3 separate regions of the Mus musculus genome follow, and regions 1 and 3 are each linked to region 2. Evidence: chromatin contacts called from public HiChIP or PLAC-seq data. All regions are on one chromosome and are shown on one strand. The core of a region is the stretch at or near the end of the contact, and the rest is flanking DNA. Distances in the headings are between cores, read along the strand shown. Region 1 overlaps Ankrd6 (ankyrin repeat domain 6). Region 2 holds the start of Rragd (Ras-related GTP binding D). Region 3 overlaps Mdn1 (midasin AAA ATPase 1).

What was found. HiChIP or PLAC-seq counts read pairs in DNA pulled down with a chosen protein or histone mark.
Region 1: an H3K4me3 HiChIP or PLAC-seq map of craniofacial prominence shows a contact between it and region 2, with 2.5 times the contacts expected there. The contact joins the enhancer-like site here to the promoter of Rragd in region 2. A contact is called at or near these places in 4 of 39 promoter capture datasets (the 3T3-L1 cell line, embryonic stem cells and pre-B cells), 3 of 115 datasets of contacts at active chromatin or transcription factors (craniofacial prominence and embryonic stem cells) and 2 of 9 other capture datasets (adipose tissue and liver).
Region 3: an H3K4me3 HiChIP or PLAC-seq map of the SCID.adh cell line shows a contact between it and region 2, with 3 times the contacts expected there. The contact joins the enhancer-like site here to the promoter of Rragd in region 2. A contact is called at or near these places in 16 of 39 promoter capture datasets (the 3T3-L1 cell line, the C10 cell line, the HPC-7 cell line and 9 more), 1 of 15 datasets of contacts at CTCF or cohesin (large pre-B cells), 1 of 484 Hi-C or Micro-C datasets (embryonic stem cells), 13 of 115 datasets of contacts at active chromatin or transcription factors (the SCID.adh cell line, embryonic forebrain, embryonic midbrain and 5 more) and 4 of 9 other capture datasets (adipose tissue, embryonic stem cells, liver and 1 more).

Annotation. Positions count from the first base shown.
Region 1 is chr4:32,833,190-32,835,889 of GRCm38.p6, forward strand. The region is part of intron 3 of Ankrd6 (ankyrin repeat domain 6); the gene reads right to left. Among named protein-coding and RNA genes, the nearest start is that of Lyrm2, 34 kb to the left of the region's middle. Within about 2 kb of position 1,387, at least 39 of the 459 cell types and tissues checked have an H3K27ac peak or open chromatin away from gene starts, as enhancers often do. A contact at or near this core is called in craniofacial prominence, where this site is marked.
Region 2 is chr4:32,981,746-32,984,445 of GRCm38.p6, forward strand. Rragd (Ras-related GTP binding D) reads left to right here and starts at 1,253. Exons shown (of 7, transcript NM_027491.2): 1 at 1,253-1,862. The coding sequence starts at 1,718.
Region 3 is chr4:32,766,956-32,769,655 of GRCm38.p6, forward strand. It overlaps Mdn1 (midasin AAA ATPase 1), which reads left to right. Exons shown (of 102, transcript NM_001081392.1): 95 at 127-216; 96 at 987-1,102; 97 at 1,698-1,872. Among named protein-coding and RNA genes, the nearest start is that of Lyrm2, 32 kb to the right of the region's middle. Within about 2 kb of position 1,351, at least 70 of the 459 cell types and tissues checked have an H3K27ac peak or open chromatin away from gene starts, as enhancers often do. A contact at or near this core is called in the HPC-7 cell line, the SCID.adh cell line and neutrophils, where this site is marked.

The DNA.
Region 1 (2,700 bases), core at 137-2,636, 150 kb before region 2:
TGCACTTGACCTACAAATGGACCCACACAGCAACTCTGACATAACCCTGCTTGAAGAGGATCTGTATTAACTAGGAAACTCTGAAACTGAAGAAAAGCTAGCTCTCTCAACATACTTTCTCAATATTCCCTCAATGTTTATTGACCCCTAACTAGTTATATTGATAAACTCATAATAATCTCACTCCTAGGACGGCTAACTAATTCAAATTGCAAAGCCTCGTTCCCTTTATGGCAAGCTGCCACCAGCTTTTGAAGCCAGTTAACCTCAGCACTGGTCTCCAAATGCAGCCGGTGTCCCCGTGAGGCTGGGGCTGCCTCACTCTGCAAGCCGAGAGAACAGCATAGAGGCTGCACTAAGTCACCCAGGATCTAGTTGTTGAATGACTAACTGAGAAGAAGCAAAGGACGAAACACTGCGGAGAACTAGAAGGCACAGCAACACCGCAGTTGGCACTCTGATCTGGAACATACTGGCCTGCTGGCACAACAGTCTGGACTGCCCGCATTCGACTTCCCCGAAGTTTCAGGGTTTCTCACTGCAGAGCATCTGAACCTGAGGCCTAAATCTTTGTTCTGAAATACTTTGATTTCTGTCTCCTATACAGTGAAAAGCACTGAGGGTTCCAAGCTCATGAAAGCAGCCCTGGTCGTGCAGGGTCAGAGCACACCCCGTTTGGCAGAAAGCCCCCAGGGGGCCAAGCATGCTGCGAGCAAGCCCTACACCAGGTAGGCGCTCAAAGCACGGGGCTGACCTCTTCTCTGTCAGATCTTCTAGGGTCCTTCCTAGCCTTTCTTCTCTGTTTTCTCTGATTTTTGTCTTCCTTCACGTTTTTTACCTTGGCCACAGGATCCTGCACTATTTCTGGGGTAGGAGTCATGTGCTTACTCATTGACCAATCAGAGATGGCATTTGAGCTCCACTGAGCGTTGATAGGATTAGCGGGAAACAAGACAGAATTTGCTCCCGGAGTTGCAGATTCTAAAGAACTGGTTTCCTCGGGTTGAAACTCATAATAATCCCACTCCAGGCCACTGAGGGTCATTCTTCCTCTAATTCTCAGATATTATCATGCCATAAAGATCAGTATCTGCAGAATATGAAGTTTGAAGTAAATCTTTATAAAGTCAGCATTGTGTGCGTCTATCCACCTCCCAGATAGGGAACTTCCAAAGTGACACGCCCCTCCATAGTTAGGTCTGCTCTTCTTTAATGATAATAAAGCAATTTATTTGCATTCTTGTAGATATTTCAAAGCATGGTTAGTACACAGGAATCAGGTAACATCAGTCCCGCCTCCAGTTATCACGCTGTCATTACATTGTCCAGTGTTTTATATCCTATGGAGAAACAAGGCATGCACTGTACTGAGCAGGAGAGGTTGAAATAAGAGCAGTGTGTTATCTAAACACAGGACTGTCTTTCCTTCTGCTCTGGCTCATCAGGGCTGTGCTGTGAGAATTCATGCCTGCTGTTTCCTTTCCATACCAAAAACATCACCCAGTGTCTGCCCCATGAGATCACAGCAAGCCTCAGACTCAGGACCTGAGAACCGATATTTGGTTGGGATAGGCTGGCATGCCTGGCATTGTGCCCTCGACACTAAGCAAGCAAGAAATTTAATTATCAAAGAGAAGCCTAGATTATTCCAACATGCTTGTACCAGCTACTCAAGGCCCCACCTTTCCTCTGATCATTTATTTATACCCCCTCCCTGTATTTTCCATCTGTCCTCTAAGGAGACGATATGGGTCAGGAATGTTATTTTTGGCTATAGTGTAGAAAAATAAAGTGTTATCACCCATGATAAAAATCAAAAGCTTTAAGCTAAATCAGCATTTACCAGAATAACACCCTTAGTGACCTAGTAGGCTTCAGATATAACCAGAGATTTATATGATACACTGATAAATCCTCTGCCCATGCATAAAAACCAGCCCACACACCTGCTTGCCTGCTTGCTTGCCTGCCCATAGATAGGGTCTCACAATATCCAAGGCTAGCCTCAAACCTGCTATGTAGCCAAGTCATTTGTGAATTGTGTTTGTCAGATTTTAGGATACTGAACAGAGTTGCAAGGGATATTATAGCTGGTGTTGCTAAAAGTGAATCTGGAAGAAGTTCAGACTCTGTAAGATGCTGTTTTACTCACAGAACTTTTTTATTTCTCAGAATTCTACTGTGGTGAGCGGGCTCAGTGGTTAAGAGTACTATCTGCTCCATTGAAGGGTGAGTTTGATTCCCAACACCCACAGCTCTCCCATGGCAGTTCACAACCATATATTATTTGCAAATAACTCCAGTTTCAAGGAATCCAATATCCTCCTCACCAGGCATGCCGGGTTGCACATATACATATGCAGGCAAAACACCCAGAATAAAATAATAGAAAAATAGAAAAAAGTTGAACCACTTTCTGAAAATAGTTCCCAATCACACTGCCATAAGGTTTTCTCCAAATAACTCATTGGAGGGCAATTTACACGACCACTCCTCAAAGACTCCACCTTCTCCAAAGATGCAAGAGAACAGGGCTCTGTGCTGTGCAGTCCCACTTATCCAGTGCTCCTAGACGCAGACCTGACACGTGATGTTAGAGGCCCCAGCGTGAATCCTGTCCTGGTATATCCGCGAGCTGATGGAGTCACATCTCAGTAATAGCACAGAACTCTTCCTAGAGGCCTTGTTCATGCATTCTAA
Region 2 (2,700 bases), core at 3-2,502:
GTGTGTTGGACCAATGGCAGTCATTCCCAGGAGACCACACAGAGATAGGAAGAAGGAAAGCAGCCAGGGCCCTCTTCTGTTATCTGCTTGGCCAGAGGGTGGGGAGGGTGGGGGCGGGGATGTGGGGTGGTGTGGGGGTGCTGCTACCTGGCTGCTCTACAGAACTGGCTCCCTTCACTTCCTCCCACTAAATTTGGAGGTGGTGTGAGCTTCCCACCTGATAATCTTTGACTGTACTCCCTAAATTCTGCTGCTTATATATCTGCAAAACTGTTTCTTCGCTCAAAAGCCTTTTTCAGTTCACATCTTTGTATGTGGCATAGGAACGACCTTGACCATGCAGACAAGAGTTCTACTGCCTCTCCTTGGAGAAGCTTTCCTGTTGAAAGCAGCCACCCAGTTAGAAGAAATCCAGGACATGCGTCACGGATTAGTAACCCTATTCCTACCCAGATTTTTCCGAGGACCCCTAGGAAGCCCTGTCCCGGGCCGCAAGTGTCCAGGCTGAGCTGCCTTTCTCCCCACCTGCTGAGCTGCTGGCACCTGCAGGATCCGGATCACCTTGCTGGCCCGCTGTTTAACTGAAGGAAGTTTATGCACGTGACTTTCTCCTCTCTCTCTCTCTCTCTCTCTCTCTCTCTCTCTCTCTCTCTCTCTCTCTCTCCCTCTCTCTCTCTCCCTCTCTCTCTCCCTCTCCCCCTCCCTCCCTCCCTCCTCTTCTCTCCCTCACCCCCCACCCCAGAAAAGGGTGCTCACACTGTGCTGAGCAGCTGGCGAAGGAGGAGAGCACCTCCTCATCCCACATCGCTTCTATTCCAATCTGAGAGCTGCCCCTCACCTCCCACAAAAGCCCTAAAACACGTGGGACTACACCAATGAGACAATAGCAGTTGGGGCATAAGAAGCCCCGAGGGCGTTATACACTTTAGGTTTTCCCGAAGGTTGCAAAGGAATCATTTAGTATAGCATGTTTATATATAAATCACGAGACATGTGACTTCTCCGGAAACATGTCTACGTAGACCACAGTTTGGAGTATTCTTGCTGGGAAATCCTTTGAACTAAAAGGCACTTTAGGAGGCAGCTGCTATGGAAACTACCCCACCACTGTGCACTTCTCCCAGCTCCCGCAGGCTGGAGTGGCGGTGGGGGTGGGGCCTGAGTACCGCACAGTTGAGGGGCAGCCTAGTGGGGGTGGGGTAGACTGGGGTGGGGTGGAGGTGGGTGGGGTGGAGGTGGGTAGGGTGTGGGTAGAAAGCCTGAAGACCGCAGCACAAGCCAGGGGCACTGCAGAAAGCAGGCGGCAGGGTCCGGGTGGTCCCCGGGCCACGCTTGCAGAGAAAGCGAGCAGAAGTCCCCGAGGGCGGTGGCCAGTGCGCTCTGGACACCCGAATTCTCTCTAGGGGGAGAACGTGTGTGGCCGAGCAAGCGGTGGCTGCGGCCGGCGAGCGCGCGCCCGGTGGTGCTGCGTGTGTGTGTGTGTGTGTGTGTGTGTGTGTGTGTGTGTGTGTGTGTGTGACAAGCGTCAGGTGACTCGGGTCACGCAGTCACTCCCTCGCGCTCCCGGGGAGAACTGCCGCGCTCCGGCTGGCTTCTCGGGCAGCAGCGGCAGGGAGGGGGCTGGGCTCCACTGCCACCCCCTTGCTCACCAGGCGCGGCCCCAGGGCGCTGCGGGCCACTCGGCCCACGCGGGACCTTGGAGGCAAGCGTGGGCGTGATGAGCCAAGTGCTGGGCAAGCCGCAGCCGCAGGGTGAGGACGGCGGCGAGGACGAGGAGGAGGATGAGCTGGTGGGGCTGGCGGGCTACGAGGATGGGCCCGAGTCCTCGGACGCCGAGCTGGACAGCGGGCCGGAGGAGGGAGGTGAGCCAACCGGCCGAGCGCTCGCGGTCCCCGCCCTGGGAGCGATGTGTGTGTGTGTGTTGGGGGTGGGGGGGATGCGGGACGCGCGGGTCCGGGGCGCTGCGGTGGGGGAGGGGAGCGGCCGGGCTGCAGACGGCGGCGGGGAGCAGGGTCGGATGTCGAGCTAAAAGAAGCAGCTGGCGGCAGCGTGCCGGCTGGGTCGCCCACAGCTGCGCGTGTCATTCTTCCCCGCCGTGGCCGCGGGAGGGTCTGCGGCGTGGGACCGGGGCGCTGGGGCGGGGCCCGCGCTGCAGGTGGTATCCGCGTCTCCCGGGAGACCGCGGGGTTCTAGGTCCCCAGACACCCTGAATGCATCTCGTGTCGCACCCGGGGGTGGGCGCCTGGCGAGCAATCCTTGGCCGCTGAAGCCAACTGTTTGTTGTTGCCGAAGGAGCTGAAGTTAGCCTTTCGGATTGGGGGCTGCTTGCATTTCATTCCCGGGACACAACAAAGAAGTTGAGTTTAGGATTCCAGAATGTTTTTCTTTAATTTAAAAAAATTTTTTTTCCCCACAAAAGCGGAAGGTCACTTTAAAAGGTCAGTTGAACGGGGCTGTTAACGTTCTCCGAGTTGTAAATATCCCAGAGAAAGGATTAATCTCTTTAGTGTCTCACACTAAAGAAACCGAGGAATGAAAGTACCCGTGACAGGAGTTTTAAGAACTTTTATTGAGAATCTATCGAACGGAACTTAAAATTCTCTCTACAAAGCCTTTCTCGGAAGACAGTTTTGATTTTGCGTCTGGCAGGTACTTCAGTGAATCAGAAAGGGAATACAGTTAACTAAGACTTAAGTCTGG
Region 3 (2,700 bases), core at 101-2,600, 210 kb before region 2:
CCTTAAATTTGCTTGAGCTGTGAGTTGAGGCGTACAACTGCAACAAGGTTGCAGCCACAGACAGCAGCCAGTGATAGGTCATTGATTCCAACCTGGGCCACCACTTACATAGCTTTTCCTTCTTAGCCCATTTTAAAAGATATCAGTGAGCTGAGACAAGAGATGGAAAGGCAGCTGGAGACATGGCAGGCGCACGACTATGGGAATGCAGAAGAAGTAAGTCAAAGTTGTTGGGGTTTGTTTTTCTTTTCCACAAAATAACTTGCCTGTTTTTGTAAGTCAGTAGGTTCTTAGCCACAGTTCCCTTTGTAAAAGGCTGATGGAGACTATACTGAGAACTTTCCCTAAGCGGGATATGCACTGATTCTGCCACCACATCTAGAGTCTCACTAAAACAGACAGACATACTTGGTTCCTTTAACTTGTATAGCTGGCTTTGTAAGGAAGCCAGGCAAAAGTTCATGCTCTGTAGTCTTGAATGGTCTTCAGGTCCTTGCTGGCTATGTGGAGTGTATTTTAATGATTTAACCTCTAAATATACGGTGTATATGCATGCCTATATTCTGTGTTTATTACCGTTCTCCCTACCACGCATGTGTTCGTGCTCAGCTGTAGTCAGTATGAAGCCTTTGTGTGTGTGGATCCCTGCTGTTGAGGGGGATTTGTGTACACTGTCACTCTCCCTCTTGAAAACTAATGAGCGCGCTCAGGTACTTGAGCTTTGCCCAGAGTTCACATTCCCATGCCGCTGTGCAAAGTATCAGGTCCAGTTCTTAAACTGGCAGGAGCAAACTGTTGAGTGAATTCCCATTGTTAACTGCCCCTTGCAACTGTATATTATGGAATTGGGGGGGGGGGGCAGTGGATTTTATTTAGTTGGATTGCTGCTTGCTGAGAAAAGCTTTTAAAGTGTTTTGCTGAGAAGGCTTGTACAAGTTCTTTTCTGCTTCAGCATTCTAATAGTAATTTCTATTTTGCTGTCCTAGGAGAAGGCTGCAGCTGAGATGTGGCAGAATTACCTAGTCTTAACTGCATCTCTTTCACAACAGCTGTGTGAGCAGCTTCGTCTCCTACTAGAACCTACACAGGCAGCCAAACTAAGGTAAGTCTTCCCTGCTTGAGGCTTCTGGGTTGCTGTTTCTGCTCTCTGGGCACTATTGTGTCTGCTACGGTCCCCCATTAGCTGTAAGTAGGAACTCTGTGTGTGTGTGTGTGTGTGTGTGTGTGTGTGTGTGTGTGCGCGCGCGCGCGTGTGTGTGAGATGAGGAAGTACTACATGAAGGTGGCTTACATTCTGCTGTGTGGGAACAGCCACAGATGTGGTACTGTTTCCTGTGCTTATGGCGTGTTACTCAACTAGGGTCAGAACCACAACGATTTGGTCAGAGTCGTGGTTGAGAACAGAAAAGGGAAAGCATATGAGGCTTTGTGTATTTAATACAGAAAAAATTACTCTGTAATTCTGTAGATGTGTTTTAGCTATTCTGGAAAAGCTTAGTTATTACAGTCAGATCTGAGGTGCTCTGGCTGACAGAAGGTGCTAATTACAGTCTGCATTGGATGTCATCATTTTGCCAGGAATAGTTTCCTGACCCTGGCTTTTAATTAATTATTAAGTTTTTAATAATGTGATTTTGTCTTAAAATTCTGAGGCATGAGCCTGTGTTCATCTTTGCTCCCATTGGTTCCTGTAACAGAGGAGACTATCGAACAGGGAAACGACTGAACATGCGGAAGATCATTCCATACATTGCCAGTCAGTTTCGAAAAGACAGGATTTGGCTTCGTAGGACCAAGCCCAGTAAACGGCAGTATCAGATTTGTCTGGCTATCGATGACTCCTCAAGCATGGTAGACAACCACACCAAGCAGGTAAGGGGAGAAGCAGCAGGCTCGGGTCCTCGGGCTGGCTCAGTAGAGCTGGCAGGAAGGATTGATGGCTCCATCCAGAAAGGGGGTTTAACATTGCATGTCATGGCATTCCTGAAACTGGTTTCTAGGGGGTGCTGGGTTTTTTTTTTTTTTTACAGTGATTTTTATTTGGCATAAGCCAGCAGCTGACCTCTCCTGGAAGAGGCTAGAATGCGCCCTGAGTCCAGTTCACATTCCATCTCCCCATAACTTTGGACAGCTTATTTATTGTCAGTTTCACTTTTTTTTTTTTTTTTTTTTTTTTTGTTTTTTCGAGACAGGGTTTCTCTGTATAGCCCTGGCTGTCTTGAAACTCATTTTGTAGACCAGGCTGGCCTCAAACTCAGAAATCCACCTGCCTCTGCCTCCCAAGTGCTGGGATTAAAGGTGTACGCCACCACACCCGGCTTTCACTTTCTTTTAAAAAAAAAAAAAAAGAGGATTATAACAGTACTTACCTCAGTGATGAAGACTAAATTAAATATAAATTAAATATAAAATACCTAGGTTAATGCTTTTTTTAAACCAATTTGTTCTAAAACTGCTGTCATTTATGCAAATGGTAGTAAAAATTTTCTTATAATTTTCTCACAGTTCAGCATGCCCCTCATATGTGGGCACTATGTTGGGTTGATTTACTGATATAGATGATAAAAGAATTGTTTAAATCAATTCTGACCCAGAAATTGGAAAGTATTAAAAAATGAAGAGGAATTTGTTTTTAAAACCAAGTTTGTGGTTTTGTTTTTTGGTTTGGGGGGTTGGTTGTTTGTTTTTCATTGCATTCAT